Regions from separate parts of the Mus musculus genome. Here all the other regions are linked to region 4. A link is a contact called in public capture Hi-C and promoter capture Hi-C data. All regions are on one chromosome and are shown on one strand. The core of a region is the stretch at or near the end of the contact, and the rest is flanking DNA. Distances in the headings are between cores, read along the strand shown. Region 1 holds the start of Vash2 (vasohibin 2). Region 2 holds the start of Angel2 (angel homolog 2). Region 3 overlaps Nsl1 (NSL1, MIS12 kinetochore complex component). Region 4 holds the start of Nek2 (NIMA (never in mitosis gene a)-related expressed kinase 2). Region 5 holds the start of Rps6kc1 (ribosomal protein S6 kinase polypeptide 1). Region 6 overlaps Hhat (hedgehog acyltransferase). Region 7 overlaps Hhat (hedgehog acyltransferase).

Region 1 (3,592 bases), core at 346-2,845, 840 kb before region 4:
ACGGGATCCCTGGGGTCCAGGGAAGCCACCTCCATGGCCACACTCCAGGTTTTCATTTTATATAACACGACACTCCCACCAGAGAACATGTCTCTCTGTAACCATATCCTTGGCCACTGAGCTCAGTTGCTCCCTGGCTGCTCTCCCGAGTAAAAAAGAGAGGGTCACTTGGTGTCTCCCTTTACTCCAGAGACTAATTCATCCAGTGTCCTGGAAAGTCCCTTTAAGCCACAGCCAAATGCTTCATTGGCGCCAGATTAAGCTGGTAAGGGACAGGTCACTGTTCTCTGTAAGCTTCAGAGGTAAAAATCAAAAATCACTGTCATAAAAGGATAGGAAGAGTGTGATGATGAAGATGAAGATGGTTAGCAAAAACTCTAGGAATGATTCACACTGAGAAGTCTGGCTGATTGATTACAAATTCACTCCATAAGTCATTTGCTAGGGAGACCTGGGGGTGGGGGGGGAGGTAAAACACTCACGGAGGGCAGATAGGGTGGACCCTGGGGTTCTATGCTTTCTTGGAGTGGTTGGTGTTGACCTGGTGACATTAGCTTTTGATGAAGATATTACAGGAGCTGAATACATAATGGATTTGGCTCAGCCCAACCTCAGAGCTTAGCCAGCAAGCCCCCTGCCTGCTCCTCTTGGCAGCAGAACAGGACTCAGTAGCTGGACACGAGGTCTCTTCTCCCTGCCCTGCCAAGGATGGGCTGAGCAGGTCCCATCCCTGCCAACCCGCCCATCCCATCCCACCCTTTCCAGCGAAGCCACTGACCTTAGCCAGGAAGGCAGCGTTTCTGATGGCGCCTACCATCTCTCCCCCTCTGGGGTGGACCTTGGCAACGTGCAGCCACATCCGCTCCCAGGTGTGGCTATCGATCGGGAACCCGCTCTTGTTCACGTGGAACAGCACCCCGCCGTCTTTGTCCTCCTCCTCGGAGCCCCCGCTGGTGGCGAGGCTCACGGGCCGCGCGTGGCTGCTCCGGGATCGGGTGCCTTTGGTGATTTTGGGGTGGGGGCAGCGGTGAGTGTCGGCGGCAGAGCCGGTCATGATGAGGGGCACACGGCAAGGGGGCGGAGGACGCCGGCACGCCGGGGATCAGGGCCCCGCGGGAGGTTGGGGTGGCCTTTAACTCTCGCGGCCGTAGGACACACGAAGGGAACCCCGCTCACCGACCGGGCCTGAAAGCAGTGGAAACAGCAGACACTGCAGCTCAATAAGACAGGCATGGGGGTTCCCGCCTCGCTGCCCCAGACCCACCCTTCAGGACTAACGCGAGCTTCCAGCCCCGCCGATTACCTAGCAAGGCGGCTGGAAAGACGCCACGAAGCCTCACACCCAGCTGCACTCGGGGATGGGGAGGCATGCAAGGAGCGCGGGGTGAGGAGGGGACGGGGTAGGAAAAAGCAAGACAGCTGTGTAGCAAGAAGACTCGAGGGTCCCCTCCAGCTTCACGCATCCCTGGGTCCCCAGATGTGGTGGACTGCCACGGTCCCACAGCGAGCGGGCACGTGAGCGCCCGGGGTTGGCGCGAGGGAGCCGCAGCAGCCTCTGCTTGTTAGGGAGGCCTGGCGTCTTCCCGGAAGCCCCCCGAACCCTGGCGCGAGAGGGGCGGCTCCAGCCGGGGTTCCCGGGCAAGCGCAGCGCCGCCCCCTTCCCGCGGGTCCCGCGCGGGCACCGCGAGTGGCAGCTGCGGGCCGCCACGACGCGCGCGGGGCCCGGGGACCCACCTCGGGCCGGCCTCATTGCTGCAGAAGGCTGTTGGGGTTGAGGCGGTCGTCGCCTCATTCCATGTCCCATTCTCGAATGTTATTCTGTGACATATAACTGAGTCACCCGGGCAGCCGCCGATGTTCCGAATGCGGCCATTGGACACCGCAACAAAGAGGGGCGGGTCCCGAGCTTGGGACTCTACAACCCGGAGCTCTGCGTCTCTGCGATTGGTTCCAGGGTTCCCGGGCGGGAGGGGATACGAGTTAGGGAAGCTGGGCTGCCACGCGAAATCCGATGCTGCAGTATCCTGGGAGCCCCGCGGAGCTGGAGCGACTGTCCAGGGACTAAGATCCAGTTTCCCTCGGGCAGAGGCGCAGCAGCTAAGCTCCGGAGATGAGATAAGGAAGTAGTGGGCCTGGTGGAGCAGTGTTGGTCGAGGAGCTGGGCACAGTGACTACACAGGGCTCTGGGTGGCTCTAGGAAAGGCCAACTTTAATACTTATTTAAATTCTCCATTACAAGTTTCTCCCCAGATTAACAAGTGTGTACAGCCCTGAATCCTCTATTAGTAGATGTGGATAACAAGGTTCTTCAACCCAAGCTGCTGTGAGAGGCAATTCGAGCCCCTTCTGTTCTGTAGTCACTGTAGAGGGATGCTTGAAGCCAAGGGAGTGGCCTTCCCACAGCTTCTCCTCCTCTTCTTTGTCGTCGTCTTCCTCTTTGTCGTCTTCTCCTCCTCCTCCTCCTCCTCCTCCTCCTCCTCCTCCTCCTCCTCCTCTTCCTTCCTTCCTTCCTTCCTTCCTTCCCTTCTTCTTCTTCTTCTTCTTCTTCTTCTTCTTCTTCTTCTTCTTCTTCTTCTTCTTCTTCTTCCTTCTATCTCTCTCTCTCTCTTTCCCTCTCTCTCTCCCCCTCCCTCCCCCCCAGCCCGTGTGTGTGTGTGTGTGTGTGTGTGTGTGGTGTGTGGTGTGTGTGTGGTGTGGTGTGTGTGTGTGTGTGTGTGTGTGTGTGTGTGTGTTTATACGTGAGGCTGGAGTATTGGGTTCAGCGAGTTAAGATCACTGTCTTTAAGGAAGACCAGCACTTTGGGTTCAGCACCCGTTCTCAGCTTCAGGAGGATCACACAAGTTGGGCCTCCTGGGCACCTGCGCTCTCATGTTTGTGCTGACTCTGACATATATGCAAAGACATGTAATTTAAAAATATTAGAAATAAATATTTTTAAACCTTTTACATTTTGCATTTGTCGTGTGTAAGTGTGCAGGTGTACGGATTTGGAGAGCGTGTGTAAGTATGTAGGTGTACGTGTGGAGTGTGTGTGTGTGTGTGTGTGTGTGTGTGTGTGTGTGTCGAGATCAGAGGACAAAGTACTGGTGGCCATTCTCTCATTATACCACATAGGTTCCAGGGGTCAAACTCAGGACCTCGGGCTTGGTGACCAGCCAGTAACCACTGAGCCATCTCACCAGCCCAAAGTACCTTTTTCTTAGTGATAGTGTCTTCCTTCTTGCTTCCTCCATCCCACCCTCCCTCTCTCACTTCCTCTCTCTCTTACTTTTATTTTGAGAAAGAGCAAGCCAAAGTGGAAGAAGCCACAGACTGCTGACCCTGAGGTCCAATAAGTCTAGGTTTGTCTCTTGCTGAGTTGTGTATCCCAGGACACACAGTTCATCTGCTCTGTGAGGAAAACCAGAGCCCCTTTGGCTCTTAGGTCATGTAACTTTCTTTGGAACATCTAGGAGCCTGTCTGTCAACCATGGGAAGCAAATCTCCCAGCTGGACACCATGGGGAAGAGCCCTGCCTAGGACTAGTTTCTGGCTGCTCAGCTCTATGTGGGAGTTGGGATGGAAACCTCTATGAGGCAGGCAGGGTGGGAG
Region 2 (3,411 bases), core at 598-3,097, 890 kb before region 4:
ATGCAAAAATGGTGTTTTGTTTTGTTACAGAGACAAGAGTTCTCCAACCCTTAGGATAATCACCATGCTGCTATAAGGTAACTACTCTCTCTAAAGTTCTAGAGCAGACAGCTCCCAAAGTGTCTTTCGTCATCAAGAAACCTTCAAACTCATTGAAAGAATGCATCTTGACAGTTGGTGGTGCACGCCTTTAATCCCAACACTCTGGAGGTAGAGGCAGGTGGATCTCTGAGTTCCAGGTCAGCCTGGTCTACAGAGTGAGTTCCAGGACAGCCAGGGCTACACAGAGAAACCCTGTCTCAAACAAAGGAAAGGGAGGGAGGGAGGGAGGGAGGGAGGAAGGAAGGAAGGAAAGAAGGAAGGAAGGAAGGAAGGAAGGAAGGACCTTAATGCCATTTGCTTATTTCAAAACACTACATTTTTCTTTGCACAACAAGCAGAGGAGCTAAGGTGTGCTTGGAGGAGAAAGTCTGGTGATTGACAGGTCTTCCTTAAGTCTGCTCCAGTTAATAACCCTATCAATGATCTTTGTTTGCCGTATGTTGTGTAGTCAGTAGAGTACTAGGTTGAATAGATTTGAACAGGAGTCATGGACACTGTTCACAAGTCACTTACAATGTGATTATGGAACAAGGCATATAGGACACTACTGGCCACATGTAACTAACAACAACATTGTGATCACCCTTAGAAAATAGGACAGTATAAACCTCAAGCAGTCAGCCCCCATTTGTGGACACTGCGTTTGTAAACTGCCTACTCCCTAAAACCTACCTAAAATGTCCAAATCAATCCTCACAGTGTTTTGGTTTTTCTCCAACAAGGAGAAAGGCAAATTTTAGTTGCCTAGTGTGCTTGTCCCTGAGGTTAAACAAGGCACTCTGCCCTCTTGAGTTTTCAGACCGTAAAAAACTAACCTTTCTACCGACTACTTAGTGTCCCTTTCCCACAGTTTTACTGATTTTTCTATTAAAAGTGCCCCCCAAGTATACTGCTGCAAGATTCTGAGGTGACAAAAGTTAATGATGTAATATAGAGAAAATATGTGTACTAAATTATCTTCAATTAGGTATGTATCAGAAGACTGTTGGACAGAGTTTAACGTTAATGAAGTGACAATATAAATTAAATAAGGAACATGCATAAAACAAGACTTCATATTGGTTGATGAAAATGTGGTCCGAAGCCAAGTATGGCAGTACGTTGCTGGTGACCACAGTGCTCAGACAGGCATGTGAGATAAGTTTGACGAATGCCTGGACTGCACAAGACTTTTGTCTAAGGACACTCACGAGTGTGCGTGTGCAATCAGAGACTAGCTTTCCTCAGAGTTTGCTAATTCAGCATTCCTGACATGTTTACACAATATAACAACTGCAGATAAAGAGAAGGATATACACGAAGGATAAAGTATCTCTCAAAATTAACACAAGGAAAAGAACAAAACTTCCCAAGAAATTACTACCCACAGCTACACAGCTCTACCAAAGAAACTAAGCAAGCAGCGACCCTGGTTTCCAGTGCCCTCTGCCTCGCTATTCTCGCTGTCCCTTCTCCATTTATGTTTTCCAAGAAAGCTACGCTCGATCTGACAGACTCGGATCATCAACGCACTAATTAATGTACAAGTGGGTTCTCTGAGATTTGCACAAAATCAATTATAAAGTTCTACGGGAACCCACAGAATAGTATTTCCTCAACGTGGAAATCTACCTTTTGGATCTACGCAACCACGTAAATACACTTTAGGTCTCACGCAGCTCCTGCTCCTTCCTATGTCTTAAGAAAGCCGTCAAGCGCTAGCCTTCCGCCCTACCAGGAAATGGCTGTCCGCGCACGCTCTGCGCATGCCCGGAGTCGCACTGCTTAAAGGAACTGCCCCAGAAGGCAAGATGGTGACCGGGCCTGCGGCGAGACGCTCCTCCCAGCATGCCTAGCGGCCGGCCGGGAGCCGAGTGATGGGGATCCGGTAGGACCCGGCGAGCGGCCGAAGCTGAGGTGCAGCCGCGGGCCCGGGCGTTGGGCGCTCACAGAGAGCCAAGATGGAGACGTGGCGCTGTGTGAGGAGGGGCTACGGCCGCTGTGTGGCGGGGCGAGGCCGGTCAGTGGCGAGCGGCCGGCGGGATGGACAGAGGGAGGGACCTGGAGGGGCGGGCGGGGAGGGGAGGGGCGGGGCGGCGGGGCGCGGGAGGAAGGCGGAGGAAGAGGGTCCGCGGCGGGGACGCGCCAGGCGGCGCCCGGGGAGAGGTAACGCGCGGGCGGGCAGCAGCGGTGGCCGCGGCCTCCGGGATCCTGCGGGCCTCGCGCGGCCTCCACGCTCGCCGCCGCCGCCCGCGCGCAGGGCCCCGCCCGGAGGGAGGCTGCGCGCCCCGGGGTGGCTGGGCAGCGTCGGTCACGCGGAGGCCAACTTTCACCGCCACTCAAGTTCTTGCTCCGTCCTGGGTATTTTTCTTTCAATCCACTCTTTGAGAGCCTGGCGTGATGGCTCACGCCTGCACTTTCCACACCCCGGAGGCCGAGGCGGGAGGATAACCATGAATTTGAGGCTGGCCTGGATTAGGCAGCGAGCGTGACACTCCGCCTCCAAAAGTAAAAAAATAACTCACTTGAAATTTTAAAGCGCCACAGTACATGCAGCCTCTAATAATGTCACCCCAAGTAGTATCCACCGAATCTTAAATTGGATGTACGGATTATGTTTTTCTCCTATAAACTTTGAGGACTTAGTTATTAAGATTCCAGTGGTTTGTATAACCTTTGAAACTATATCGTACCACGCGTGGGAAATAGCACACTGTCGTTACATAAGCCGTTGGGATCTGCCCACTCCATTCCTGGTTCCTGTGCTATGGCATTTTCTGAGTACCAGCTGTGTGCTTGGCCCTTGGGTGGAGACTGGGCTTTCAGAGAATACTGAGGTTCGAACCCTCAAAAGCTCACTATCTTACAAGAAAAAGATGTGGTATAAATAACTGCCAATCCAAAGAATAAGCGTCACTGTGCAGGTTGCAGTATAGAAACATTTCAAGACAGAAAGTAAACCGTTATAGCACTGGGGAGGTGGAGGCAGGAGAATTAGAGACACCACCAGCCTGTGCTGATGGTCTTGGACTTGGTTTTTGTCTTGGTTTTTTGTTTGTTTGTTTTTTAGAGAAGGAGGGTTTTTCTTTGTATCTCTGGCTGTCCTGGGATTCATTGTGTAGACCAGGCTGGCCTTCAACTCAGATCTGCCTACCTCTGCCTCCTGAGTGCTGGGATCAAACTCATGGGCCACCTCAAAATTTTTAAATTTAAAAACAAAACAAGACAAGATCCAAGTGCTGAAATCCCTTTGAATGACTTTCGGGGTCAATTGCAAGATATAGTGCCCATGTTGTGACCTTAAAGATTTACAGTAGGGTTGATTTAGAG
Region 3 (3,381 bases), core at 249-2,748, 740 kb before region 4:
GTTTTACTTAAGTTAATGATTGCATGGGGGAGTGTTTGGGTCTTTAAAGTAATGTATAAAGACCAGAATCTTGGCACTGTGCCTGTTCCACCTAACAAGGCATTCTTGGTGCTGGCTTTCGTGGGAGAGCAGGGTGGCGCTCTGCATTTCAGCGTGAGCTAGCTCTCACCCTGAAACCAATGTGCGACTCCAGAAGGTGACTGCTCGCACTGTGCCTTTCCAGGCATTAAAGCGCTGTGACTGATTTTGCTTGGGAAGTGCCCAAAGAGGCAAGGCTAGAGAGCAGACTGGGAGGCAGCATGGTGGGATTCCACTGAAGCAAGAGCTGTGCAGCAGGATGGGAGCGTGGGCTTGGGGCATCCTCCAGGCGACTCTGGCTGGACCCATAAAGTCAAATTGTGAAAGGCCTCTTTCCACACATGGGCTGTGACTTAAAGCACTCGCTTAGTAGTAAGCTCTGAGAGGTGTTCGTCCTCAGTGCAGAAGCTAGGTGATCAGAGAACTGCAAGCATCCTTGGGGCCGGCTCAATTCAACAGGAGTTCTTCATGGGGGTTCTCTTCCCAGCAGGCCTGTGGTAATTGTGAAGATGTTTTTTTCCTATCATAACTTAAGGTGTGTGTGGCGGGGGTTGAGGTAGCGGTGTGTCATCATCTAGTGATAGATGTCCCGATGGCTGGCACAGCTAACCATCTGCCCCAAGGCAGTGATGCTGTGGTGGAGAAGCCGAGGGGAGAGCAGACCAGCAGCATAATGTGGTGTGGCCATTACAGCTCTCCCAGCCTGTGTGGGAAATGCTGTTTGTCTTGGTTGTAGTTACCACTTGTCCACATACCCCACTGTCAGTCTTCATAAGACAAACTGCAATGTATGAACTTATTATATAAAACAATCCACAAATAAAAAGGAAATGTTAATTGTAATTGCATTTTTACTGTATTTTAAGGAATATGTGTTGATAGCGTTGTGACATATCTTGGGATTTGCTCTTTAAACAAGGAATAGGGATAGATAGATTAAGCGAATGTAAAAGAAATGTTGGCCGTGTGAACCTCTGTGATTTAACATTTACTTTGTGCTTGAAGTGTGTGTGTGTGTGTGTGTGTGTGTGTGTGTGTGTGTCCGTGTGAAGCAGTGAACAAATGAGGCTTGAAGTCTTGGGAAGCCCAGCTTTGCCCCCAAGCACAGCAGTGTAGACCACCCCGTGTAGACCAGCCGTTTGGAGTGGGCCACCATTGACACAAAGGGAGTTGCAGCTTCTGAGGCCATGGATTGGCAAGATGAAAGTTTTGAAGCTTAAAAGACAGTTGGAGCTGAAGGTGAGAAACTGAAATTTTTCTCTCTTGGAAAAGGAAGACTGAATTGGAAAAAATTCTTAAAATTCTTTGTGAGGTCCTGAGAAACAGCTCAGCAGTTAAGAGCCATTGGTGGGGAACCCAGGTTTGATCCCTAACACTCACTCACACAGTGGCTCACAATTCTCCGGAACTCCAGTCCAGGGGATCTGATGCCCTCTTCTGGCTTTCTTGGGTACTGCACACATGTGGTTCACGGACATACAGTCAAAAGACCCATACACACCTTTAAAAAAAAATTCTCTGCCAGCAAAATTTAAACAAAAGGTCAAATCTAAGTTCCAGGAGTCGAGAGCCTCAAGAAGACTGCAAATCCCATAGGTCAGCATGTGAGGGCACCTGCCACCAAGCCTGCCACCTGGGCCCACATGCTGGAAGGAGACAACAGATGCTCACAAACTGTCCTCTGACCTCTGCATGTGCACTGCGTCACGAGTGCTGGCCCCTTCATCCCCCCCTTACATACACACACACTTTTTCATTTTTTGAGATGGTCTATAACTCACTATGTAGACCAGATCCATCTTCTTTTGCCTCCCAAGTACTAGGATTAGAGGCATGTTTCATCCATGGGCAGCCATGAAATGTTTTTAAAGCAGAGGCTGTGTTGGCTTCTTGGTGAATTCAAGCCACCGAGTGGTTCACTCGAAAGGCAATGGAGTGGGTGGTGCTTGTCTCAAAAGAGGAACATAGAGAAGCAGAAAGAGGGCCAGAGCAGCACCAAGGGCTGTGGTCTGTGTGGGCCGCCCGCCCGTCCCAGTGTGAAAGGCTGAGAGGTGGTGGGAGGAACCTTCAGAAGGTCGTTAGGCCGTGGGGACTCCGCCTTCATCCAGGGATGGGATGAGTGTGGTTGGTACAGGAGCAGGCTGTTTGACTTCCCGGCTCAGTCTCCTGCTGCTGCTCTCCACAACCCGCTGGCTCCTGTGCTCCTCCAGCCTGCCAGGATGACTACATGCTCGTGGCTTTCCCCAGAAGCTGGCGAATGCCCTGCCATGCCTGGGGCTCCCAGAACCCAAGGAAGGAAGTGTAATCATGCTTGCAAATAGGTTCCCTAGGGGACAGCACTTATACAGACAGTATTTTTATCAGAATTCAATGAAGAATCTGGACAGTCCTATTGAGAGGCAAAGAGGTGGGGAATTAGCCAGGAACTGAAGAGTCAGACTAGTCGTCAAAAACTGAACCTCCTCTCAACCCTCCAAGGGAATAAAAGTCGATTCTGGGGCCACATGTGAGCAGAGCTCAGGAACACAGACTCAGGATGGCCCAAGAACTGCTCCAGCACACTAACAACTGTGTGAGGCTTTTATAGTAACAGAATGGAGAAGCGTAGATGTGATGACCAAGCAGGAAGATTTTTAAAAAGGTAGATGATTAAGGAGACAGGCTTCATAGCACATGTCCACGATCCCAGCACTTGGGAGGCAGAGGCAGGAGGGTTGAGAGTTTGAGGCCAGCCTGGGATGCCTGGCAATACCTTGTCCAAAAAAAGAAGAAGAAAGAAAAAATCCCAAAGAAACAAAAAACAAAACCAAAAGGAGGTAAGACTGATTGTGACAAGGTGTTAGTTGTTGATCGTAGCTGAACTTCTTCACGTGTTGGAAAGTTTTATAATCACAGTTTGAATGAAGTAGTTGTACATATGCCTTCCTCTCACCTCACATACCCGCTGACTCAGCAGCAATGGGCCTGGGGGGTGGGGTGGGGAATGCCCCCATCGGTCCAGTGTGCTCCTGCCATGTGACTTCTGTGGTAGCTGAGGATCCTTTAGGGGAGACGGGGAGCCAGAGCCCTGTGCACTTTGACCACTGGAGGGAACATGAGAGTGAAACTTGGGCTTTGGCAAGTTCTGTGGAATCAACTGTTTGCAAGAAATGGCTTTGTCTATTTCTGGAAACTACAGTGGACCATTAAGATATCTGTAAACAAATACAGCCCGTCTGGGGTGATGGAGTCTGCGTCCCCAGCCCAACCCCAGCACCCCTAGACTTGCCCTCCTTGGGATACCAGTGGCTGGGGGTCTGTGCT
Region 4 (3,233 bases), core at 108-2,607:
CACAACATACTACACACATTACATACGACACACACACACAAACATACCACACATATCACATACGACACACACACAAACATACCACACACATCACATATGACACACACACACCATATAAATGACCTCAGGCATTTGTAGCTCCTTATATAATTTCTGAGACCTAAATTAATCCTACCCCTTTGAGGTGTGACAATGTCCTTGAATGCTAATTTAAAAGTTCTCCTGGCTGGCAATTCCAATTAGCTTATACTAAATTCAGCGCACAAAATACATTTATTTTTAACATAAGGAGGCTTCTAATTCTTATTAATAGGACATTGGGTTCTTTTTCAATCACAGCATGAACAGATATTTTAAGAACAATGACCCATTTATGCAGCAGATTATTAGCTTTCTGGTAATGCACATTACCCCCCACCTGCTCTGGATGGAAGCCTTTAGCTCCCCTTCCCCAAGTCAAAGCGGGGCCATGTCACTGGCTATGTGAGCTCAAGTCAGCAAACTGCATGCAGCTCCCGGATTGGCTATTAGGGAACACCTTTTTTTTTTTTTTTTTCCTAACACACTTTTTTGGTAGATGTCTTAGAAGTACAATTTGGCAGTGTGGTGACTCTGTTCTGAATGCTTCCATACTCAGTCCCTAAGCTTTGGATACGTTTCTATGTTCAACAGGTCTCTCAGTTTAATGTTCAGAGATCTAGACTATGCTAACTGTGCTCAGAAAACACATGTCAACTCTGCGTTATTACTATGAATATCCTTTATTCTTATTATTTTTTAATTAGTTCTCTTCTGGGCAGTTGGGCCTAGTTTCTCTCTCTCTGTCTCTCTCTCTCTCTGGGCGTGGGGTGTCTTTCTCGCGGGTGGGGGTAAGGCAGGGACCCTCTACAAAGCTCTGGATGTCCTCAAGCTCACAGAGATCTGCCTGAGCGCGCCACCAAGCCGGGCTGGAACAGGGATTCTGGCTCTCTAGGTGTGAGGACTATAAAGTGCTCGGTGCACTCACCGCACCCTCAGGGTCATCAAATCCTCAACACACAAGGGCTTAGGTTCAGGACCCGAGTGCAGAGGAGTCGGAAAAGGGTGGGGTCAAAGTGGAAAGGTCAAAAGGCCAGTGTCTCCAGTCCAGAGCCTCGGACATCCGTTACCATAGCGACTTCAGCCAAGGAATGGAATTACCGAGGCCCCAACAGGCTTTGCGATCCCAAATCCCAGGGGTTTTCGGCGCGGCTCGTATTCCGTAGAGCAGCTAGACGCAGACACCAACGCCGACGCGGTTGCCTAGCGACACGCATTTTCCCAGGATGCCTAGCAGTGTTGTGTTTTCTCAGCCAATCAGAGTTGAGATGCACCTTCGCTGTGGACCAATAGAATGCGAGGCCGAAGCCCGCGACGGTTGACCCGGTGGCCGGTTGCTCGCCGACTCAGGCAGGCAGACGAGGGGCTCGGGTTTCGGCGCGGTTGGCCTGCAGCGGGCGAGCCTGGGCTCCGAGCGGCGCGGTGGTGTGGTTGCCAGGGTGGCCGCTCGCCATGCCGTCCCGGGTGGAGGACTACGAGGTGCTGCACAGCATCGGCACCGGCTCCTACGGCCGCTGTCAGAAGATTCGGAGGAAGAGCGACGGCAAGGTGAGGCGCCGGGCAGCCCTTCCACGGCGGGCTTAGGGAGAAGCAAGCGTCGCCCACGCTGGGGAGGGGCAGGGCGGCCACCTGAACTCTCGTGAAGGACCGGGCTGTAGCCTCCTAAGAAGGGACGGGCTCGTGGAGCGGGCAGCCGCGGCTGGGAACCGGTGGAGGCGCGAATCCGCGGCGAGCAGAAAGACGAGCTCACGTGACCTGCTTCGCCGCTGCGCCACACGCCGTCCCGGACTCAAGCGCTGGGGATGGTACCGCCCACATTTCGGGTGGGTCTTCCCACTAAATTAACCCGGTCTCGACTCCCTCACTGACACACCCATTGAGTTGTTAGTGTTTTGTTTTTCAACTTTGGAAATTTCACCCTTTGTCTCACACCTTGGAAATGTTGTATTTCAGATCCTGGTGTGGAAAGAGCTTGACTATGGCTCCATGACGGAGGTGGAGAAGCAGATGCTTGTGTCTGAAGTGAACTTGCTTCGGGAGCTGAAACATCCAAACATCGTCAGTTACTATGATCGCATTATTGACCGAACCAACACAACCCTGTACATCGTAATGGAATACTGTGAGGGAGGGGACCTGGCTAGTGTCATTTCAAAGGGGACCAAGGATAGGTAAGGTGAAAGAGCCCCACGGTTCGTATCTAATAATAATTAACTTCCATGTTTGTACGCTCTGAATGACTTGCCCCAGATTGAAGATGGCTTTTATTCAGGGTTGTGAAATGTGCTTTTTCTCCAGACAGTACTTGGAGGAAGAGTTTGTCCTTCGAGTGATGACTCAGTTGACGCTGGCCCTGAAAGAGTGTCACAGAAGGAGCGATGGTGGCCACACTGTGCTTCACCGGGACCTGAAGCCAGCCAATGTCTTCCTGGACAGCAAACACAATGTCAAGCTGGGGGACTTTGGACTAGCTAGAATATTAAATCACGACACGAGTTTTGCAAAAACGTTTGTTGGCACACCCTATTACATGTCTCCTGTGAGTATTTTAGAATTCAACTTTTTTTTTTTCCCTGAGACAGGATTTCTCTGTGTAGCCCTGACTGTCCTGGAACTCACTTTGTAGACCAGGCTGTCCTTGAACTCAAAGTGATTCTCCTGCCTCTGCCTCCCAAATGCCGGGAATAAGGGTGTGAGCTACCACACCTGGCCTAGAATTCAACTTTTTAATATCTTAGGTGAAGCATTCAGATGCAAAGAACTGAGGCTTGGGTTGCTAGTAAATCCAGTAGCTCAGAATTCACAATACAATTTAAGTTTGAGTTTGACTTTGTTCCCCTAATGTTGGGGATTGAACCTAGGCCCTCAGGCATTTGAGTTACACCCCAAAGTCTTTTATATGTATTATGTATTTAAAAATGTTTATTATTTATGTATATATAGTATATGTGTCTTGTGAGTGAGTGCTATGTGTATGGTGAGACCAGAAGAGGGAGTGGACTTACCCTATCCCACACACTCACGCTCAGGGTTCCAGGCAACTGTGAGCCGTCTGACCAGATGCTGGAACTTGAACTCAGGACCCCCGGGAAGAGCAGCAGGTGCTTAATCGCTGACCCCTCCTAGATTTGTTTTCAAAGAGACTTCCTGGCAAA
Region 5 (3,793 bases), core at 1,055-3,554, 910 kb before region 4:
TAAGCACAATAAACTCCATTCTACTGTAAGTACAAAGACGAAGCCCAGAACTCTCCCTTGCATACCTTATAGTGCCAAGTGTCTGGAACTGCACCCCCACATCACACAGTGACTAGAACAAGGAGGAGAACATACTGCAGAAATGGATCAGTGTCCAAGAGCACTGGCTGCTCTTGCAGAGGACCCAGGCTCAGGTCACAGCACCCACATGGTCGCTCACTATGGTCTGTACCTTCAGTTCCAGAGGATTCAACTACCTCTTCTGGCCTCTGCCTGCACCAAGCACACATGTAGTACACATACCTACACGCAGGTAAAACACTCATACATATAAAGTAAAAATAAATAAATCTTGGGAAAGAAAAAAGAAAACCTCTATCAATGTGGGGGATCTGCACCAGCCACTGCCTTAGCTGAAATGAAGAAACCAAGGCCATTGCTAGAGAGAACCTGCTCTCTGTCTAGCAGGCACAGACTGATGCAACGCCGTCTCAGTTTGCGGGTGTGACAGGCGCCTTGTCTGTTAAATAGTTCTGGTTCGAGAAGTTGTGTATCAGGAAACCAAAGATCGCAAATGACCAAAGAGGTCTCAAGATTGCCTAGCAAGAATCTCCTCACTTCCTTACATTTCTTTGAAAAAACTGCTACTCACACCCCACGTACACAACACTGACCTAGGCAAACTTCTCCCTACTCTTAAGAACTTGGTCTTCTTGCTGTCTTGAGAAACTTGCTCAACCCAGCGACACACTCCCATCTGTCTGACTCTGCATCATCTCCAAATGCTGCCAGCCCCTTGCATGCCCCAAGCTCAGTTTACCCCAATCTCTTCTCTCAGCTTCCTCAGGGCAGATTCCTGAGTGCTTTTTGAATATTCACTGCACTATTAACATTATTATTGCCCCTCCGTCAATACCCCTCTTCTTCAAGACTTAACACTAGCAACTGAGTTTCCTCATCGTGGGTTAAGCAGAACTGGTCCCGAAGCTCAAAGCTGCTACTGCTCTGCAACAGAAACTTTAGCAAACTTTTAAACTTCCTTGAATCTGCTTCCTCATCATGAAGTTGTACAAAATGCCCAGCATACACACAGCAGTGCACATAAGCACTTATTTCATGTTATTGTTCTCATTTCCCAGGAAAACGAGTTCTCAAAACTTAAGCTGAGGCAACAAAATTTAAGAAAAACAGTACTAAATTTGGAACAGTGAATTTATGTAAAAAAAAATTACCATTTATTTATTTGGGGGGACGACACCTTCAGTGGTCAGAGGACAATTTGCAGGAGTCAGTTCTCTCCTTCCACCATGTAGGTCCCAGGGAATGAAAACAGTTCTTCGGGCTTGACAGCAAGCATCTTTACCTGCTGAGCCATTGTGCCACACCAACCACCCTCAAGTCTCACTTAAGTACACATGTGTCTCCTGAAAAGACTCATCAAAACTCAGAAGCAAAGGCTAAAGATCCAAGACGAGCGTCTTAACAGCGAAATCTTCCCAAGATTCTACCTGCCTCACGGCAAGCCAGCCACTGAATGAGAAGAGGAAACGTCCCTTCCGTTACATAAGCCCCACAACACACCCACTAACATTTTTAAGTGTGTGTTTTCCCTCTGGAATGCACCAGCCCAATTCTGCAAATTTCATTTCAAGAGAAAGTCCACATAGGACAGAGGACTAGGTCATCCATTTAAAGACATCCACCAGTGTTCCACCCCAGAATGGCTGGTGGAGCCCAGCATCCCTTATGGAGCCTGCACTCCAGTCTACCAGGAGTCCATTCTCATGCTTAGAGTTCCCATCATCTCCATCCTGGGGTCCCTCTCTCCTGACTGAGGTCTCCAATATCTCCATCCTGGAGTCCTGTCTCCTGGCAAGGGTCCCCAGCATCTCCATTCTGAGATCCCATCTCCTGCCTGGGGTCCTCAACATCTCGAACCTAGAGTCCCATCTCTGCCTGGAGTTCCTGTGTACTGTCTAGGGTCTCCTGTCCGAGTCTCCATCCCTCCCTACCAACCTACCTACCACTCGCCGCACCCAGCCGCAGCCCGGAGCCCGTGCCCCGCCCAGTGTCCCTATCCAGAAACTCACCCGTGCGGTAACCTTATAGACAGTGTAGCCCCTGGGGTGTCGCTGGGGCTCGGTGACAGTGTAGAAGCGGGCCAGGTCCGCACTGTGACCCCAAGGAGAGGTCATCCTCCCTCCGCCCGTGCTTCCGCCAGCTGGGGACCATCGGGCAGCCCCAGCTGTGCCGGACTCCACGCAGCACTAAGCACGAGCACCGCGAAGAGGGGGCGGTGGCTCCTGGGGGGCTGTCGCTTGGATCTGCTTCCGGATCACCACACAGACTTCCGGGTCATCCCGGTCGACGTTCGGGATAAGAAGGTGCGGCTCTGGATCCTCTCCGAGCTGTATCGTCCGCTGTGGTTACTAGCGCCTAGCTCAGTCGCCATGGATACCGGAGGCGTCCCTACTAAGTCTCCTGGTGCACTAGCTTCGATGTCTACTAGAATTTGCGAGCTGGGGAGAGGGTTGGGCCTCCCGCCCTGTGCTCCTGTAGAGTCCTGGGTGATGGACGCAGCGGTACCCGAGCCAAGCATCTCCTTTCCTTCCCTACTTACTCTGTGCGGTGCCCACAGCAACATCGCAGCGCTCTGACAGACACGTCCCCATTTTCCCGTAGATGAACCCTCTTTGACATACCTACAGCTGCACGACAAGCCCTCACCCTACGTAGAATAGAAGTGCATCCCTCCCACTCTCTCAGGGAGATTGCTTGAGACCAACATGGGTCAAGTAGTGAGTTCAGAGTTAAGCTGGGCTACATGGGGAGAACCTGTCTCAAAACACAAAATTTGCTCAGTCACAGGATCCAGGGCAGTCTGCTATACATAACAAGACTCTCAACAACAACAACAACAAAGAAGTTTGTTGTTTTTTCAACAGTCCCTAGACTCTTAAATGTGCATCTGTTGTGGGGGTTGTAGAAGGAGACTCTCAAAGTCACTACAAAGAGTCTCCAGTTTCTATTGATTGGCATCCCCTACCTGGCAATTTTTTTTTAACTTTCTCTTGATCAGAGCTCTCATTCCCAAAAGATTCATTGCAAGGTTCTGTCGTTGTTAATTCTGTGTCTCTTGCTTCCTCTCCTCCCTGCCTTCTAACCCCTAGAACACACAATTAAGGAAGGAAGGAAGGGAAGAAACAAAGAGGGAGAAACAGAGATGGTAAGAAGAATTAGAGATGTGGTTGAGTAGTTAGTTAGGATCTCTGATTGCTCTTCCGGAGGAATGGGTGAGGTTCAAATCCCAGCATGCCAGTGGCAGCTCTTAGCTGCCTGTAACTCCAGTTCTGAGGGATCTGATGCCCTCTTCTGGCCTCCTCCAGCACACAAGTAGTACACATACCTAAGAGCAGAAAAACACCCATAGACATAAAAATAAAAATCCTTTTACAAAGGAAAAGAGTGACTTTAGCACCCTTTGTCTGCTCACATCTCCATCCCAGCCTGACACCCTTGCTCATTTGAAAACTACTTGCTCCACTCATGTGCTGATTTCCACTCTCTTTGGCAGAAAGAAAAACGTTGTTCTAATAATGTCTCCACCCTGTATGTTTGATCTTCGACTATTAACCTCTTCTGAGCCTTTAGGCTTTTCTTATTATTTCTCTTATGTGTATGGGTCTTTTGCCTGCCTGCATGTATGTTGACCACATGTATACCTGGTACCCACAAAAAAAAAAAATCACCACAGATCCCCAGGATGGTTCATGTGGGTCCTGGGATCCAAATC
Region 6 (3,689 bases), core at 1,039-3,538, 930 kb after region 4:
GGTGGGATTGCAAGCTTGTACAACCACTCTGGAAATCAGTCTGGCGGTTCCTCAGAAAAGTGGACATAGTACTACCGGAGGATCCCACAATACCTTTCCTGGGCATGTATCCAGAAGATGCTCCAACTGGTAAGAAGGACACATGCTCCACTATGTTCATAGCAGCCTTATTTATAATAGCCAGAAGCTGGAAAGAACCTAGATGCCCCTCAACAGAGGAATGGATACAGAAAATGTGGTACATTTACACAATGGAGTACTACTCAGCTATTAAAAACAATGAATTCATGAAATTCCTAGGCAAATGGATGGACCTGGAGGGCATCATCCTGAGTGAGGTAACCCAATCACAAAAGAACTCACATGATATGTACTCACTGATAAGTGGATATTAGCCCAGAAACTTAGAATACCCAAGATACAAGATACAATTTGCAAAACACATGAAACTCAAGAAGAATGAAGACCAAAGTGTGGACACTTTGCCCCTTCTTAGAATTGGGAACAAAACACCCATGGAAGGAGTTACAGAGATAAAGTTTGGAGCTGAGATGAAAGGATGGACCATCTACAGACTGCCATACCCAGGGATCCATCCCATAATCAGCCTCCAAATGCTGACACCATTGCTTATACCTGCAAGATTTTGCTGAAAGGACCCTGATATAGCTGTCTCTTGTGAGGCTATGCCAGGGCTTAGCAAACACAGAAGTGGATGCTCACAGTCAGCTATTGGATGGATCACAGGGCCCCCAATGGAGGAGCTAGAGAAAGTACCCAAGGAGCTAAAGGGGTCTGCAACCCTATAGGTAGAACAACAATATGAACTAACCAGTACCCCCCCCCCCCCGCCCCAGAGCTCGTGTTTCTAGCTGCATATGTATCAGAAGATGGCCTAGTCGGCCATCATTGGAAAGAGAGGCCCCTTGGTCTTGCAAACTTTATCTGCCTCAGTACAGGGGAACGCCAGGGCCAAGAAGTGGGAGTGGGTGGGTAGGGGAGTGGGGGATGTATGGGAGACTTTTGGAATAGCATTGGAAATGTAAATGAAGAAAATACCTAATAAATAAAAAAAAAAAGAAAATGGCATACCTGTATCATCATATTCTGGCAAATAAATTTATTATTATTATTATTATAAAAAAAACCTCATAAGCAGACTATGCTACAGCAGAGACATACATGGTAGGATAGGTTTTCCATGACTTTTGAGACCCAGGGCTTCAACCTCTTCTTTCTTCCTCCAATTCTCTCAGAGAATGAGAATGTGGGTCACAAATAACTCAATAAAAACACATGAGATCTGTAAATAGGATGCAAAATAACCAAGGTCAGGAAGACCTCCCAAGCAGACCAAGCCTCCTGAACTCTGAACTTAAGCCAATTGCTGATAGAGCCATGTTCTGGGCAGAGGGGCATGGGGAGATGGCATCATTAGTAGAGTGCTCACTGTACCATGAAGTCTCATGTGCTCATGGAGTCTTGAGTTCAGATCCCCAGGACAAACAGGAAAAGCCTAGTACAGCAGCACACATCTATAAACCCAGTCCCGGAGAGGTGGAAACTGGAGAATCTCCAAGGCTGCAGAGCAGCTAGCTTAGACTAATCAGTGAGAGACCCTGTCTCAAAGCAATAAAGCAGGTAGGGAATGAGGAAGACACTCCACATCATTGCCTGTTTTCTCAACCACCACGTTGCTGTGATTGGTGAAAAGTTCTGTAAGGACAATAACCAACACAGAAGGCAATAACAAAGCAAGCCTGAAAGGGGCTGGGCTAAGAGATCTGGTATCCCTGGAGGAAGGCAGTGACTCAGTAGTTTTGTGAGTGACAAGGACTTGGTCAAGTGCCATCTGACACACTGGAAGCTTTGATGTAAGGACACTGGGAGACAGATTCAATCCTTGGCAACCTGCAGAGCGAGGCACTCAAGTCCTATCACCAAAGTCCCCTCAGTGGCCCCTCTCACCCTCAGCAAGCTCCCTAGGCAAGGCCACCTGTTCAAGGACAGGATCCCTTGCCTCCCCCACCCACATGGTAGAATAAGCTCTCTAAAGTCACCAACCCACTTGCAAACAAATCCTCAATTGCAACAGTTAGTACTTGCCTTTTCACCCAGCCCTTGTCCTGTGAGAGGTTGATGCATTGCATGAACCATGTAAAGGAAAAGGCCCACTTAACAACTGCTGCTGTGTCAAGCTCTCATTATTACAACCGCTGCTGTGTCATGCTCTCATAGACCCAGATTATTAATGGCTGTGCCTGCAGGGCTAACAGGGGAAAGTGAAAGCGTGGGGCAAGCGTGTTCGCTACAGCTGTATCCTACTCTGGAGACAACTGCTACATAATAACAAAGAAATGAGAGGTGGCAAGTCAGACAGAAACTCTGCACCAGGAAAGCTGTTTTTAGATCCCCGGGTGTTAGCACTCGTTTACAAAGACATTAGCAACAGTTCACTGACAGCTAAAGAAGGGGAAGTAGGTGACCTGAAACCTCAAATCTACAGAAGGCAGAAGTCCATTTATGCAAATGTCAGTAACAGGCAACTTCTGCAGAAAGGCATGCTTGCAGACTATTGGGTCAGCAGGATCCCACATGGCTACTTTCATTAGAAAGTGATTATCACAGAAAACAGAAAAGCTGCCAAACTTTGTTCTTTGAGAAAGAAAATAAATCTGCTAAATGGATAAATCTGAACAATTTCTTAAGACAGGGACATAAGGTACATGCAGTATTTGACTCTGGAGTGTGGTCGACACATCCGAAAAGCTCAGGAACCTTGAAAAATATTATCATCACACTGCCTTAAAAAGACAAAGGTAAATATGCTAATAGCCCAGAAACACTTGGGAACTTTTCGAGGAATCTTGCTTCGAAGGGAACTTGGGTAGCCACAAGCTTGCAAGAGAGTGAAAGCAAGCGACAGAGACTTCAGGCACCAGTTACATGGTTTACAAGAAAGGAAGGGGCCCATGGTATACGAAAGAGTCTCGGTGCCATGTTGGAATCTCCAAGGATAAAACCGAGGTCTGACCAGGCACACTCAGAAACTGATTGTCTTTTCAATTCAGAGAAAAGAGGTTGATAAAATACCATGGCCAGGGAAGGTACACAGCAGAAGTCACTGTGGTTGCTCCTGAAAACTTTATTCCCTTAAAATAAAAATATCATTAGCAGGTCAAAAAGAGAAAATCATCTCTCGTCTGATGAGGTACTGCAAGGGAACACAACCCAACACTCATTATTGGTAGTGTTTTTTTTTTATGTCTTTGTGCGTGTGTGCGTGTGTGTGTGTGTGTGTGTGTGTGTGTGTGTGTACACGAGAGTGTATATATTTGTATGTAGAGATCAGAGGACAACCTTGGTTGATGTCCCTCAGGGACACTGTCCACCTTATGTTTTGAAACAAGGTCTCTCACTGGACTGGAACTTGTCAAACAGGTTAGACTAGTGGACCAGCAATCCCTGGGTATCTGCCTGTCTATATCTCCACCCACCTACCCGACTCCTCCACCCTCCACCTCAGTCCCTCACACCACCCCCACCCCTAACCCCCACCTAAGATTACAAACCTTCAGCTTTTTAAAAATGAATTATTTATTTATGTATTTGTTTATTTTGCCACTGAACTCATGAGGATGGTCTGCAGTTCAAGGTCATCCTGGGCTATATAGAAGAACCCTGTCTCA
Region 7 (3,747 bases), core at 884-3,383, 760 kb after region 4:
GGCCAAAGTGTGGATGCTTCAGTCTTACTTAGAAGGGGGGACAAAATATCACGGGAATTAGAGGGAAGGAGGGATTGGGAAGGTAAAGGAGGGGCAGGATCTGGTGTGGGAGGAGACAGAGGAGAAGTTCAGAGGATCAGGAAATTGAGTGGAAGTGTGTCGCAGTGGGGGATGGGGAACTGGGGGTAGCCACTACAAAGTCTCAGATGCCAGGGAAGCAAGAGGTTCCCAAGACCTAATGGGGATGACATTAGCTGAAATACCCAACATGGGAGATAGAACCTGTAGAGACAATATCCAGTGGATAGGCACAGCCCCTAGTTGAGGGATGGGGCCGCCCACCCATCTCAAAAATTTTAACCCAGAATTGTTCCTATCCAAAGAAAATACAGGGACTAAGAGTAGAACAGAGACTGAAGGAAAGGCCATCCAGAGACTGTCCCACCTAGGGATTCATCCCATCTGCAGACACCAAACCCAGACAGTATGGCTGATGCCAAGAAATGCTTGCTGACAGGAGCCTGGTATAGCTCTGCCCTGAGAGGCTCTGCCAGAGCCTGGCCAATACAGATTCGGATGCTCACAGCCAATCATCAGACTGAGCACAGTGACCCTCAAGGAAGGACCAAAGGAGATGAAGGAGATTTCAATCCCTTTGGAAGAACAACAATATCAACTAACCAGACTCCCCAGAGCTCCCAGGGACTAGGGGAAGGACCAAAGGAGCTGAAGGAGATTGCAACCCCATTGGAAGAACAACAACATCAACTAACCAGACTCCCCAGAGCTCCCAGGGACTAAACCACCAACCAAAGAGTACTACACATGGAGGGACCCATGGCTCCAGCTGCATATGTAGCAGAGGAAGGCCTTATCTAGCATCAATGGGAAGGAAAGCCCTTAGTCCTGTGGAGACTTGATGCCCCAGTGTAGGGAGATGCTAGGGCAGTGAGGTAGGAGTGGGTGGGTGGAGCACCCTCATAGAGGCAGGGGGAGGGACATGGGATAGGAGGCTTGTAGAGGGGAAACCAGGAAGGGGGACAACATTTGAAATGTAAACAAATAAAATAACCAATAAAAAAAAAGAGAAACAAACTCACACATTGATTTCAGCAAGACATCAACTTAACACACAGATCATCTGAGGAGTCTCCTGCCTCTGCCTAACATCTGGATACGGGAGCTCTGAGATTAGATACTCATGAGCTCATCCGGCTGTGTGTGGTATCTGAGGCTCTAAACTCAGGTCTTCATATTCATACAGCAGGTACTTTACCCACCGAGCCACATGTGAGCCCAGATTTCTGTTGTTTATAAATTACTTGTACTCAGAAATTTTGTTTCAGTGGCACAAACAAGATATGGCAATGTAAAGGACTGGGACTGGGGTGCAATTCAAAGAAGACCCAATTCTTTGCGGTAGAAACCCTACCAGGAGTTCTAGGGAGTGTCAGTTCCAAAGTCACCTGTAAGGTTCATATATCGCTAGGGGAGATGGCTCTATGGGCAAAGTGCGTGCCAGCAAGTCTAACAACCAGGGTTCAAATCCCTGTAAGCCATATAGAAGCTACACAGCAACCCAAATGTCTGCGATCTCACTGTACCCTGCCAGAGCTAGAGAACTGTGCAACACTCATGGGTTAGCTAGCCTGGCCTATGTAGCATTAAACAAGATAGAGCCTGTCTCAAGCTGAAAGGCAAGGATGTGAAGTTATCTTCCAATGTTTACATGTGCATGGTAGTGTGCGTGCATGCACTTGAACACATGCACACACACACACACACACACAGAGAGAGAGAGAGAGAGAGAGAGAGAGAGAGAGAGAGAGGTGGGTATCAATATGTAAACAAACAGTCAAATAAATTCTGGAAAAGAATCAGAAGAGGAATAAGATCCTTGGCTATCAGGAAACAGTATGTTATAAAACCCTGGAATTTAAAATACAGATAATCAGCTAGGTCAGTGCAATAGATTAGAGGGCTTAATATAAATAAATATCTAAGCATGGATATCTATATTTTATGGCAGAGGCAGGGGGGCACTTGGTGGAACAGTTTTAGCTGCAGGCCATCCAAGAACAGACAAGACAGTGGGCCAGATATAACCGAGAGAGAGTTTGTGAGTCCCAGCTCTGTTCTGTTCTTGGTATCTGCCCTAAAGAAATGTTCACACATATGTGTGAGAAGCTTGAATTGGAAGCTTCTCTGAAGCTCCATCTGCAAAGGAAAAAAAAAAAAAAAAAAAAAACGAGAAGCTTAAATTCAACAACAGGAGATTCTCTCAGGAGAAGGGTCAACTGACAACATACCCACTCCACACAGACCCTGCATGCCAACACACCCACCCCACACAGACCCTGCATGCCAACACACCCACTCCGTACAAACCCTGCATGCCAACACACCCACTCTGTACAGACCCTGCATGCCAACACACCCATTCCACACAGAGCATGCAGGCCAACACACCCACTCCACACAGACCATGCATGATCACATGCCCACCCCACACAGACCCTGCATGCCAACACACCCACTCCACACAGACCCTGCATGCCAACACACCCATTCCATACAGACCCTGCATGCCAACACACCCATTCCACACAGACCTTGCATGCCAACACACCCATTCCATACAGACCCTGCATGCCAACACACCCATTCCAAACAGAGCATGCAAGCCAACACACCCACTCCACACAGACCCTGCATGCCAACACACCCACTCCACACAGACCCTGCATGCCAACATACCTACTCCATACAGACCATGGAGACCACACACCCATTCCACACTGACCATGTATGAACATACAGAAATAACACACATCTCTGCATTCCCAAAGAATTATTTTCCAAGCTTATCACTAAGAAGTAAAAGAAGTCCACAACTGTTACAGGCTCCATAACCCATGAATACCTGCACACCAGCTGCATCATGGGAAGAAGGTGAACAGGGCATCTCAGACTTGATTCTGCGTTTCTTTACAGAGCTTAAGTTCATGAATTATAAGCTAGGAAAAGGGGGTGGGAAAGGGAATTCTAGTCTTTCCACTCAGTGACCCTATACTCTGGCCACCTCCCTTGAGCATAAACAATCAAGACCCATGGGGGAGAGGCTGGAAGTCTGATGACCATCATGCCCAAGTTACAGCTGCTCACAGTCATGGCGCCTCCCTCTCCAGGCTACACTGAAATCCCTCAGGACTACTAAATAGCCTAGGATATGGCAAGAATGGCTTCAACAGTATCCTGTTCAACCAAAAACAGCAGCTTAGAGGAAGGTCTGCCTCTTAAGAAACCTTGACCTTTAAAAATTTGAAAGTGGGGAGAGGTAACGCATTCTGAAATGTTCCATCAGTGACCTCACGAAAAAAAACCCTCTACGATTTGCTGGTTAGATATCTGTGCTCCTTCACAAACCTTGTGTAACTGATAGCACACATCTGAAAAGGGTACCGAGCCTTAGATAAGGAAGCAGGTAAGAAAAGTCAAGCCAGTGTTATAAGACAGAAGATGAGGAGTCCATATAGCCAAAATACCCAAATATTAGTTCCCCAAGAGAAGAAAAACATTTATACACAGGACAGGAGGTGGCACAGACAGGACATGCTCCACAGAAGAAAACAGGGAGCTTGTAAAAGATCTGGGCAGTGAGCACGGTGCCCTCCTCTTCCAAGCCCACACAATGAAGGTCACCTGCTTTAGGGTCTCTCTATTCCTGCAACAAAACACTATGACCAA

What was found. Promoter capture Hi-C pulls out the DNA fragments that hold promoters and counts their contacts. Capture Hi-C pulls out chosen DNA fragments and counts their contacts.
Region 1: a capture Hi-C map of macrophages shows a contact between it and region 4, with 7 times the contacts expected there. The contact joins the promoter of Vash2 here to the promoter of Nek2 in region 4. A contact is called at or near these places in 2 of 39 promoter capture datasets (embryonic stem cells and hippocampal neurons), 2 of 484 Hi-C or Micro-C datasets (both in embryonic stem cells), 3 of 115 datasets of contacts at active chromatin or transcription factors (embryonic limb bud, large pre-B cells and microglia) and 3 of 9 other capture datasets (adipose tissue, embryonic stem cells and macrophages).
Region 2: a promoter capture Hi-C map of pre-B cells shows a contact between it and region 4, with 10 times the contacts expected there. The contact joins the promoter of Angel2 here to the promoter of Nek2 in region 4. A contact is called at or near these places in 8 of 39 promoter capture datasets (the 3T3-L1 cell line, the C10 cell line, erythroid cells and 3 more), 12 of 484 Hi-C or Micro-C datasets (CD4 T cells, CD8 T cells, the G1E-ER4 cell line and 8 more), 6 of 115 datasets of contacts at active chromatin or transcription factors (bone marrow-derived macrophages, large pre-B cells, memory CD8 T cells and 3 more) and 3 of 9 other capture datasets (adipose tissue, liver and macrophages).
Region 3: a contact with region 4 is called in a promoter capture Hi-C map of embryonic stem cells, with 2.4 times the contacts expected there. The contact joins the enhancer-like site here to the promoter of Nek2 in region 4. A contact is called at or near these places in 6 of 39 promoter capture datasets (the 3T3-L1 cell line, the C10 cell line, embryonic stem cells and 3 more), 7 of 484 Hi-C or Micro-C datasets (the G1E-ER4 cell line, the N1E-115 cell line, double positive thymocytes and 3 more), 2 of 115 datasets of contacts at active chromatin or transcription factors (large pre-B cells and stem cell-derived neural progenitor cells) and 2 of 9 other capture datasets (adipose tissue and liver).
Region 5: a contact with region 4 is called in a capture Hi-C map of macrophages, with 4 times the contacts expected there. The contact joins the promoter of Rps6kc1 here to the promoter of Nek2 in region 4. A contact is called at or near these places in 1 of 115 datasets of contacts at active chromatin or transcription factors (large pre-B cells) and 3 of 9 other capture datasets (adipose tissue, liver and macrophages).
Region 6: a promoter capture Hi-C map of pre-B cells shows a contact between it and region 4, with 5 times the contacts expected there. The contact joins the enhancer-like site here to the promoter of Nek2 in region 4. A contact is called at or near these places in 3 of 39 promoter capture datasets (embryonic stem cells, hippocampal neurons and pre-B cells), 1 of 115 datasets of contacts at active chromatin or transcription factors (microglia) and 1 of 9 other capture datasets (liver).
Region 7: a promoter capture Hi-C map of hippocampal neurons shows a contact between it and region 4, with 2.5 times the contacts expected there. The contact joins the enhancer-like site here to the promoter of Nek2 in region 4. A contact is called at or near these places in 4 of 39 promoter capture datasets (the 3T3-L1 cell line, the HPC-7 cell line, hippocampal neurons and 1 more), 1 of 15 datasets of contacts at CTCF or cohesin (large pre-B cells) and 11 of 484 Hi-C or Micro-C datasets (B cells, the Ba/F3 cell line, the G1E-ER4 cell line and 6 more).

The regions. Positions count from the first base shown.
Region 1 is chr1:190,977,403-190,980,994 of GRCm38.p6, forward strand. Vash2 (vasohibin 2) reads right to left here and starts at 1,596. Exons shown (of 8, transcript NM_144879.2): 1 at 1,304-1,596; 2 at 779-1,185. The coding sequence starts at 1,054.
Region 2 is chr1:190,926,658-190,930,068 of GRCm38.p6, forward strand. It overlaps Angel2 (angel homolog 2), which reads left to right and starts at 1,848. Exons shown (of 9, transcript NM_021421.4): 1 at 1,848-2,101. The coding sequence starts at 2,043.
Region 3 is chr1:191,083,638-191,087,018 of GRCm38.p6, forward strand. It overlaps Nsl1 (NSL1, MIS12 kinetochore complex component), which reads left to right. Exons shown (of 6, transcript NM_198654.3): 6 at 1-921. Among named protein-coding and RNA genes, the nearest start is that of Batf3, 13 kb to the right of the region's middle. Within about 2 kb of position 1,499, at least 98 of the 459 cell types and tissues checked have an H3K27ac peak or open chromatin away from gene starts, as enhancers often do. A contact at or near this core is called in adipose tissue, embryonic stem cells, neutrophils and 1 more, where this site is marked.
Region 4 is chr1:191,820,116-191,823,348 of GRCm38.p6, forward strand. It overlaps Nek2 (NIMA (never in mitosis gene a)-related expressed kinase 2), which reads left to right and starts at 1,358. Exons shown (of 8, transcript NM_010892.3): 1 at 1,358-1,626; 2 at 2,032-2,249; 3 at 2,377-2,617. The coding sequence starts at 1,531.
Region 5 is chr1:190,909,466-190,913,258 of GRCm38.p6, forward strand. Rps6kc1 (ribosomal protein S6 kinase polypeptide 1) reads right to left here and starts at 2,305. Exons shown (of 15, transcript NM_178775.4): 1 at 2,091-2,305. The coding sequence starts at 2,195.
Region 6 is chr1:192,750,998-192,754,686 of GRCm38.p6, forward strand. The region is part of intron 2 of Hhat (hedgehog acyltransferase); the gene reads right to left. Among named protein-coding and RNA genes, the nearest start is that of Gm22265, 7.3 kb to the left of the region's middle. Within about 2 kb of position 2,289, at least 165 of the 459 cell types and tissues checked have an H3K27ac peak or open chromatin away from gene starts, as enhancers often do. A contact at or near this core is called in liver, microglia and pre-B cells, where this site is marked.
Region 7 is chr1:192,580,943-192,584,689 of GRCm38.p6, forward strand. The region is part of intron 10 of Hhat (hedgehog acyltransferase); the gene reads right to left. Among named protein-coding and RNA genes, the nearest start is that of Gm31011, 67 kb to the left of the region's middle. Within about 2 kb of position 2,134, at least 7 of the 459 cell types and tissues checked have an H3K27ac peak or open chromatin away from gene starts, as enhancers often do. A contact at or near this core is called in hippocampal neurons, where this site is marked.